2 separate regions of the Sus scrofa genome follow, and region 1 is linked to region 2. Evidence: chromatin contacts called from public HiChIP or PLAC-seq data. All regions are on one chromosome and are shown on one strand. Each heading gives the region's core, a stretch centred on a gene start, on an enhancer-like site or on the middle of the called end of the contact. The rest is flanking DNA. Distances are from core to core; before and after follow the strand shown. Region 1 holds the start of SOWAHA (ankyrin repeat domain-containing protein SOWAHA). Region 2 overlaps SLC22A5 (solute carrier family 22 member 5).

Evidence for each region. HiChIP or PLAC-seq counts read pairs in DNA pulled down with a chosen protein or histone mark.
Region 1: a contact with region 2 is called in an H3K27ac HiChIP or PLAC-seq map of alveolar macrophages, with 8 times the contacts expected there. The contact joins the promoter of SOWAHA here to the enhancer-like site in region 2. A contact is called at or near these places in 3 of 5 promoter capture datasets (fetal liver and liver), 24 of 47 Hi-C or Micro-C datasets (adipose tissue, alveolar macrophages, blood and 14 more) and 2 of 2 datasets of contacts at active chromatin or transcription factors (alveolar macrophages and skeletal muscle).

The regions. Positions count from the first base shown.
Region 1 is chr2:135,137,225-135,141,899 of Sscrofa11.1, reverse strand. It overlaps SOWAHA (ankyrin repeat domain-containing protein SOWAHA), which reads right to left and starts at 2,622. Exons shown (of 1, transcript XM_003123927.4): 1 at 1-2,622. The coding sequence starts at 2,212. The coding sequence ends at 491.
Region 2 is chr2:134,808,366-134,813,325 of Sscrofa11.1, reverse strand. It overlaps SLC22A5 (solute carrier family 22 member 5), which reads right to left. Exons shown (of 14, transcript XM_021085423.1): 12 at 166-306. Among named protein-coding and RNA genes, the nearest start is that of IL5, 23 kb to the left of the region's middle. Within about 2 kb of position 2,480, at least 13 of the 83 cell types and tissues checked have an H3K27ac peak or open chromatin away from gene starts, as enhancers often do. A contact at or near this core is called in adipose tissue, alveolar macrophages and fetal liver, where this site is marked.

The sequences.
Region 1 (4,675 bases), core at 1,373-3,872, 330 kb before region 2:
TTGAAAATGATCATTTTGGAAAAATATATTTTCAAAAGGTTCTTTTATGAAAGTCGTTTCACCTCATTTCAATTTAAAAACAGGATAAAAGCATCAAGTTACAAAAGCACAATGTATCTTAAAGCTGACAATCGATCATCACAGAAAGCTCTAATTCGGGCTTAGGAGGGTAGGGATGCAGAAGGAACAGGTTAACTCATTTAGGGGCCAGACCAGCTGCTGCCCCTTAACCTTTTTGATCCTAAATTTCACATCTCCAAAATTTAAGCCTGACTTCTGGAGTTCTTCATAGGAAGCTCTCACTGAGATCTTAAATCCCATCTCTGGAGAAAGATCAAGCCTCAGACAGAAGCTGGAGGCGTAGGCCCACCTGCGTATGACAGGCTGCGGTGGACAAAGCTGGAAACAAGATGGAGCCAAAGGTGCTGGGCCGCCATCTGACTGAGAGGCAAGGCCAGGTTAGAGAAACCAAGCCATAACCTTGGGACCTTCAGGTTGCAGTGGGTAGGCTGGGCACTAAACCAGCCAAAGGCCCCGGAGTAGGTCGACGAGAGATTTCTGAAAAGGCCTGTAGACTGTTGCGAGTCTTTGTCTTTTTACGAGGAGCCATGGGCGAGGCACCCAAGAATTTGCTGAAGGAGCCGGACTTCCTCATGCCTCGAGCCAGATCCTGGAGCATCAGATCGTCGGCCAGGACGCCCAGAAACGCGCTGGTGGTGGAACTGAGAATGGTGGCGGCCACCTGCACCGGGCGCCGGGCCGCAAGATTGCCGCTGCCGCCGCCAGCTCGGTCAGTCTCGGTAGAGCCTCGCAGGCCGGGGTCGCCGAGGAGGTGGCGCAGCGCGTACGAGGCGCCGGGCGGCAGGTACTGGTAGGCTCGCCGCCCGCTGTGGTCACGCACTTGCACCTGCGCACCCAGGCGGACCACCAGCAGTACGGCTGCATCCTCGTGCCCGTGGAGGGCCGCCAGGTGCAGCGGCGTGTAGCCGCCGTGTGAGCGCGCGTTCACGTCGACCCGCGCGCCCCCACGCCGCGCGACCTCCACCAGCTGCTGCACCATCTCGAGGTCGCCGCTCTTGGCTGCCCAGTGCAGGGCCGTGAAACCCGACATGAAGTCGCGCTTGGCCGCCAGACCGAGGTCGCGCAGCAGCAGCCCGTGGAGCTGGTGTGTCCAGCGGCCCCCGGCCGCCCGCACTAGCCACTCGTGTTCGGCCGGCTCCAGGGGCACGGCGGACGGCGGCGGTGCAGCGGGCACCTCTTCGGTGTCGGGGCTAAGCAGGCGCTGGCCGGCGCGTGACAGGCGTCTCAGGTGCGGGGAGCGGCCCGGACCCAGGCTGAGGCCTAGGCCAGGCTCCTCTACCGAGAGCCGCCGCAGCAACAGCGGGGAGCTCCGAGGGCTGGGCTCCTCCGACAGCTGCCGACGCAGGCCTTGATCTTCCGTCCGGATCCGGAAGGGACCCGGGACGCAGCGCACCGGCAGCATGCAGGGCTTCTGCAGCGGCGCGCGCGGAGGCGGCGGTGGCGGTGACGGGGGCGGTGGCGGCCCTTTTGATTGTCTAGGCCCAGGTTCCAGGTCTGGCGGCTCTGCGTGGGTCAAGGTTGCCTCCGAAGGTGCCCTAGACGGTGGAGCCACGTCTGCAGAGAGCCCCTCGGAGGGTTGGGATAGCTCAAAAGTTGGAATCTGCGGGTCCGAGGGCCCCCCTGACTGCAGGGCCGGGCTTAACAGCAGCTCCCTGGTTGGCAGAGTGGGCTCGGAGGCCGGAGCCCCGAGGGTGTCCTGCGACTCTGATGGTGGAGCCGGGTCTCTAGGTGGTTCCACCGCCTTCTGCTCGGAGGCCAAGGATGGAGTGCCCGAGGCAGCGGCTTCCACCTGTGAGACGGAAGTGATCTTCGACGGCGGGGCTAGTGTCCCCGGGGTGCTGTTCCAGCAGGTGGTCAGGGGCTCTGGTCCCTCCCGGGGCCGCAGCTTCTTCCTCAGCACCACGAATTTGACGCCGTCGAACTCTTTCACCACGGCCACGTCGTTGACAAACTGTTTGAAACGATCCCTGCGGGCTGCACGGCCGCGCGGGTCGCCTGCATCCAGCAACGGCTTGAAGCGGCTCAGAAGCTCGGAGTTGCGCACCTTTCCGCCGTGCTCCTGTAGGAAGCCCAGCACCGCCGCCTGGCTCACCCCGGCGGCCGCAGCGGCCGCGGCCGCGGCCAGCGCCATGGTCAGGGTCCGTACCCTCTCGGCAGGGAAGCCGGGGCCGCCCCCCTCCCACCGACCCGCGGCTCCCGGTTGCGCGGCAGGTGTACGTCGCGGCGCCGGCCGGGAAGTGCAGGAGCCCGGGTTCCGGGAGTCAAGTCCGCCTCGGCCAGGCTCACCTGATCGTTGTCACCGAGGCGTGACGGGCGTGTCCCCGAGGCTGGACCTTGGTCACGCCCGCGCCGCGGAGTCCGGGAGTCTCGCGGAAAAAGGAGCTGGGGGCCGCGGTGCGCGCCCCCCGCCGCCGCCCCGGGGGGCCCCCAGTCTTCGGGGTAGGTTTCTGCCTTTATATTCTGTCCAATGGGCGCCGGGCTCCATCCCCTTGCGTGCGGTGCTCGCCTTACAGGTGACAGCTGCCACCAGGGCCGCGGTGGGAGTAGGGGAGCGGAAATTCTCCACCGCCCCTCCCAATTGGAGAATTAAAGGCGCAGTGCCAGGCTTCAGCTCGGCTCCCGGTTGCTAGGTGGGTGTGTTCGCCAGGGATGCCGCGGTCTACAGGCGAGGCAAGGATTTTTACTCCTTTCTGAAATATTTAACCACCACAAAATACTGGGCGATTGCTTAAAAGCAATACTTTATTTGAAAATCGTCACTACCTCTTGAATTGTTGACTGCGTTTCACACAGGAAAAACGGCTTCATGCAACTTGCGGTGAAGACCGTTTGCTGCGGATGGCAACGTATGCCATCCGAGGTTTAGAAGAGACGTTTTAAACAGCAATTTTCTTATGATAAAATAATACATGTTCGCATCGAATTTTGGGAGGAAACCCACAGGAAAGCCTAAGGAAAATAGCATTTGAAATCATTAATAACATTTGCACTCTTTTTCTCCTCCCTCCCCCATACGCATGTGTATACATGTGTATGCTTTACTGTAAGAAAGCAAAATTGGAATCGTGTTTTTTTAAAAAATTCACTTCACCAATATTTGTTGCGCACTTCGTTTGTGCCAGTGCCCTTTCAGTCTGTGATACATCAGTAAGCAAGACAGCTGACCTCGTGCAGCTTGCGTGGTAATGGAGGAGGGGGAGGGACAAAGAGACGTGATGGGTGAATCTGAAAATTGTATAATATGTTGGAGAAATGCTATGGAAAAAATAAAGCAGAGTAAGACGGAGGGGCAGGTTGCAAGTTTGAATCCTGTGTTAGGGGCAGGACTCCTTGTAAAGGCCACAGCTAAGCAAGGGCTTGAAGAGATGGGGGGGGGGCGGTGGTTAGGTAGCTAGGTAGGAAAAGAAGCTTTTTCAGCAAAGGGAGCAGCCAGGGCAAAGGTGAGATCAGTTTTTTAATTTGCAAACACAATCCTTCAAAGATATCACCAGAGGCACCATACCTTAGTAGTTAAAAAGAGCAAAACTCTAGAGTCAAAATTCCACACTTGAATCCTGGCTCTACATTGGGCTACTTGCTTGACCTCTCTGTGCCTCAATTTTCTTATCTGTGAAGGGGTAAGGAGATGGTACTAATTATACTCAGGTCACCAGGCTGTGAGGAGTGAGAGAATGGACGTAAAGCACTTACAACAATGCTTGGCTCACAGTAAACATTCAAATTATTAGTAGCAGTATAGTCGCTTCTATTATTCTTACCGAAGGGGAAAAAAAAAGAGAACATAGGAAAGTTCTCCCTTTTCCCAAACCCTTTGCCCAGAGACAATTTCCATCTTCGGCTATTTCTGGAATGCATTTGACCTTCTTTGTAACCTCACTTCATAGTGTGAGTGCTTCCCCCAATGACAATAACTATTCTTTAAAAATATATGATGTTTAAATGAGAGCCTCAAATAAATGTAGATACACTTTATGTTCTTATTGTCCACAGTCTACGTTGTTTTTAATTCTTTTGGATTGTGCTGCTTATGTATAAAATTTTGTACATGTTTCTGATGAATTTCTTTAGGATAGACTCCCACAAGGAGAATTACTAAGTCAAAGGGAATTATTTTTAAAACTTTTGAAACTTTTTACTAAGTCGTTTTGCAGAAGTTACAGCCCTATGAAATTCCCTAGTCTTTCCCTCCCTGACTTGTGTAATATCTTCTATAATATCTTCTAATTTGTCCATTTGAAAGACAAAAAAATGGTATCTGATTTCCACTTACTTTATCACTAATGAGGTAAAACTTCTCTTTCTCCTCTTATTTGATTTGTTCTTTTATGACTTGCCCCTTTCCCTCTTTACCCATTTGTTAATGTTTTCTTGTTAGGTCGTTATCAATCCTTTATTATATATGCTGTATTTTTCCACTTTGTCATTTATCTTTTAATTTTGTTTTCTGATTATACATTCATTTTTAGACAGCCACTTTTTTACTGAAGTACAGTTGACTTACAATGTTGTGTTAAATTCTGCTGTACAGCAAAGTGATTCAGTTATTTATTTATATACACACATAATGTATATATGCACATTCTTTTTATATTAT
Region 2 (4,960 bases), core at 1,231-3,730:
CCCCAAAGCAGCCTTCTGCCACAGCGACAGCACTGCTGGGCTCTGAGCAAGGACTCCAGCTGGGACCTGGGGACATCTGCCCTCACTGTGCCCTCAATTCCTCTACATCCAACTGTTGCTTGTCTAGCCATGTGCTTGTTTATCCATTACCCAGAAAACACTTACCAAGCACCTGTGATGTACCGGGTATGGTTCTCAGCACTGACAACATGGCAGGAAGCAGGACACAGGCCTGTTCTAGCAGCATCACACCAGCAGAGGGGTCAGCCAACAAGCAAACAAAACAGTTACAAACTGTGGTAAGTGCTGTCCAGAAAAAAAACAAACAAAGGTAGAAGAAAATAACCACATGTCAAGGTGTGAGCATGAAAGTCAGGTTACTTGAGTTCAAATTCTACTGCGTCTTCTTTGGGCAAGTTAACTAACCTTTCTAGGCCTCAGTTTCCCTTTCTATAAGTTGGAAGTGATATTCAAACCTACTTATAGAGTTGAATAAACATTTATTCTTTCAAAAAATATTACCGAGCATCTTTACGTGCCAGGCACAAAGGATTAATAGTGAAGATGACAAGCAAGGCCTTGCCCTCGAGCTGTTTACACCATAGTGGAAGAAGTCACTGAATTTCTGAAAGGCCATTTCAGATAGTGATAAGGGCTCGGTTCTGATGTGACAGAGGGAGACAGGGGTGTACTGGGGAGCATGGGCCACCTTATGTGTCAGGGGAGGCCTCGGTGCTAATGATGAGAAAGAACCAGCTGAGAGAAGGCTGAGAGAAAAGACAGCCAAACAGAGGTAATAACCACAGGAAGATAGAGATGGATAGAGCACATTAGCTGGGAATTAGGAGTCAAGTCCAGAGAGAGAAGAAAGGGCCCATTCAGGCCTTGGAGGGGACTTGGCATTTCTTCTACTACGGGAAGTCGCTGAAGGTTTAAAGCAGAGGAGGGACACTCTCTGACATGTTCTTAAAAGATCTCTTGGGAGTTCCCTGGTGATCTAGTGGTTAAGAGTCAGTGCTTTCACCGCTACAGCCTGGGTTTGATCCCGGGTTTGGAAACTGGGATCCCACATCAAGACTCTGAACACCACAGCCAAAATCAAAAAAAGAAAAAGAAAACAGACAAACTCAACACTCCTGCATCTCTGTGGAAACAGATGAGGGTATTAATGTTTAACCAAGGAAGTAAGCCTATTGCTCTAGCGTTGGTGGCTTGAACTTGGGTCTGTGTGTGATACACGGTACAGGGTGAGAGGGTACAGGGTGAAAGGTGATACAGGGTACAGGGTGATGGGCTGAAGGCGGCGGGATCTCACTATGCAGGGCTTTTAGTGGGTTCCTTCTCTGTCCTCTCCCACCCCCTGCAGCTTCTTACCTGCACTTGAGATTCATATCTGATTTTTGGAAAAGCTCTTCCCTCTTTGAATTCCACAATTTCTGCAGGTGGTGGGGGCTCCCTGGACCTGGGGTCTCTGCCTCCTTTCTCCCTACCTGCTACCTCATGGCCCTGGAACCCTCTCATGTAACTCAAATGTCTGAGACCTGGATGAGTAGGCTCCAACTCTCATCTGAACAAGTGCAGCCTTTGCTAAGGCAGCTGCATGTCCCAGGGGCCTTGTGTTTGCATGACCACCACTGGGTCCCTGCTCCTGCTTACTGTGATCCATCCAGATACTCTATGAGTGCTGCTCCTGGAATGCAGCGCTTTCTACTGAATCCTAGTCACACAGCAAAGCTGACCCTGACAGAGGCAATCTCAAACTGAGAATTAGTGTTCCTAGTCTTAGGGCCTCACCCACGGCATATGGAGGTTCCCAGGCTAGGGGTCCAATCAGCTGCTGGCCTACGCCAAAGCCACAGCAAGGCCAGATCGGAGCCACGTCTGCGACCTACACCACAGTTCACAGAAACGCTGGATCCTTAACCCAGTGAGCGAGGTCAGGGATTGAACCCTCATCCTCATGGGTCCTAGACGGGTTTGTTAACTGCTGCGTGATGGGAACTCCGTGTTCCCGGTCTTTGAAGTCCTGTGGCCACCCCTTTAAGGTGGATTTTCCTCTTCTCCATTTTGCCTTCCTCTTGTACCATTTTGCCAGCTCCCTTCTTTTCTCACCCAATTCCAGTTCATTTCTAATACAGAGCACTTTCTTAGCCCTTTTGTGATCTCAGCTCCCATGTTCACCTGGAAACCGAGGGTCTCAGCTCCCTGGCTCCCCCTACTGCCTGATCTAGGTATTTCCCCAAGAATTCCTACTCGAGCTAGATTCTGTGACTGGCTGCAGGGCTGCCAGTGAAACCCCTAAACATATAGTGACCCCAAGAGTTTAAGGTGCTTAAGCCATATCAGAAAACAAATGAAGCCCGTCTGACACGGAAGCTCAGACTGAAGGAAGCCAAGCTCTGTTTACTGTGCCTTGGATGAGGGACAGTGTTCTGGGATGTTCACATGCCCCACCACTGCCCTCTGGTGGCTGATAGATGTTAATTCCAAAACCCACTGTCGCCACCTCTGAGGTGAAGCACTGGCTTTCCCCACTCTGAGCGCAGTGGCTCACTCGCCAGGAGCGGACAGAGCCAAGACCTTCTCAGACTGAGTTCCGTCTTCTGGCTTGGACCGAGCCATTAGAGTCTCAGCAGTGGTCAGGTGGGACCCTGAGCTTGGAAGATCTGGAGATCACCCATCCTCTGTCTCAAGTCCTTCTCTTGACTACTCCATGTCTCACAGCTTCTTGCTCCCCACCCTAATCATGGGCCCAGTGGGCAGCAAGAACAAACCCAGGAGAATGGATGTAGGGATGATGCGTGTAACGGCTCATTCTCCACTTCCTCCCGCCTTCTCATCCTGCCTCTAGTGCAGCAATCTGTGGCTCTTAAAATAGCTTCCCACATAACTACCTCCCTACTTTCCCACCTCCAGCCCCCAAGTGACAACTTTTCTTGTTCGCCCACTGGCCTTGGTTCCTCAAATCTGCACTTGTTGTCACAATACTGGCCTAGTTGTCAAGAGCCCCAGCTCTGACACCAGTGAACTCTTGGAGGTTCTCATATTCCCATCCGTAACTTAAATGGGGCGCTCCTGGACGTAGGAAGTAACTAGTGGGATGAGAAGGTACCCAAACATACTTAGGACTATGGTGTCCTGACCCGGGGTGGCAGTTGTAAATATATGCATACATGCATGATGTAAATATATGTGTACACTTACAAATGCATAAAACAAAATCCTCTCAGACGTATCCTTGGTCAGTTGGGGATATGTTATTTGATGGCCTTGGTGTCATTTATTTGCCAGGTGGGAACTTTAATTATCCATTTTCCATAGATCAGGAAAGTGAGGTTTAGAGAGGTCAGGTAACTTGCTCAGAGTCACATAGCTTGTGGGTGGTATGTTTTGATACAGCATGAGGACAAAAGATAAGGACTAGGAGGGCATTTTGAAGAGTTTTCTCGAGTGCTCAGCTTTACCATCAACTGGTCCTGTAATTTCTGTTGCTCAGGCTGTGGATGCAAAGTCTAAACAGTATGAGCAGTAACCAGCTACAAGGAGGATTTCTAAGTTGGATGGGGGTTGGGGTAAGGGGGGGTGTTCCAGCTTTGGGCTCCCACACTTTTTGTTCCTGTAACTCTGGGTTACAAAACTGTCTATTTCCTTGTCACTGGCTCCTGTGCTCCTTGAGGGCAACCCGTGTATTTTCTATTACAGCTTTACTGAGGTACAATTAACACAGGAGAAACTGGACTTAGTTACAGTGTACAATTTATTACCTTTGGGATATGTATGCACCTGTGAAACACTTACCAAAATCAAGATAGTGAACAGATCAATTACCCTCAAAAAATTCCATCCTGCCACTTAGCAATCCCTTCCTCCACTTTTTTTTTTTTTTTTGGCTCCCTACCCCTTGACAATCCCAGATCTGTTTTCTATCACTACAGATTAGTTTGCATTTTCTAGAATTTTATAAAAATGGGATCATCCTCAGCCTGATTTCTTTGATCCAACAGAATTATTCTGATATTTGTCCATATTGTGTTTTTTGTTTTGGGGTTTTTTTGTTTGTTTGTTTGTTTTGTTTTTTTGGTCTTTTGTCTTTTTAGGGCCGCAACCATGGCACATGGAGGTTCCCAGGCTAGGGTCGAATCAGAGCTGTAGCCGCCGGCCTACACCACAGCTACAGCAACGTGGGATCCGAGCCGCATCTGTGACCTACACCACAGCTCATGGCAATGCTGGATCCTTAACCCACTAAGCAAGGTCAGGGTCAAACCCGTGTCCTCATGGATACTAGTTGGGTTCATTAACCACTGAGCCACCACAGGAATTCCAGATATTTGTCCATATTGTATGTATCAATGTAGTTGACCCTTGAAAACATGGGCTTGAATTGCATGGGTCCACTTTAATGCAAATTTTTAAGAATAAATTCATATATGTGCTGTAAATTTTCTTTTCTGAATAACATTTTATTTTTTCTAGGTTACTTTATTCTAAGAACACAGTGTATAATACATATAGAAAAGATGTATTAATCAACTGTTTATGTTAACTGTAGGCTTCCAGTCAACAGTAGGATATTAGTAGTCAAGTTACGGGGCAGTCAAAAGTTATAATCAGATTTTTGACTGCATGGAGAAATCAGAAAGAATCCTTAACCCCGTCATTGTTCAAAGGACAACTGTAGTTTATTCCTTGTTTGATTTTTTGTTGTTGTTGTTTCTTTTTTAGGGCTGAAACTGCAGCATATGGAAGTTCCTAGGCTGGGAGTCGAATCAGAGCTGCAGCTGCAGGCCTACACCCTAGCCACAACAACACCAGATCTGATCCGCATCTGTGAACTATGCTGCAGCTTACAGCAACATCAGATACTTAACCCACCAAGTGAGGCCAGGGATTGAACCTGCATCCTCACGGACACAGTGTCAGGTTCTTAGCCCACTGAGCCACAACAGGAACTCCCTAT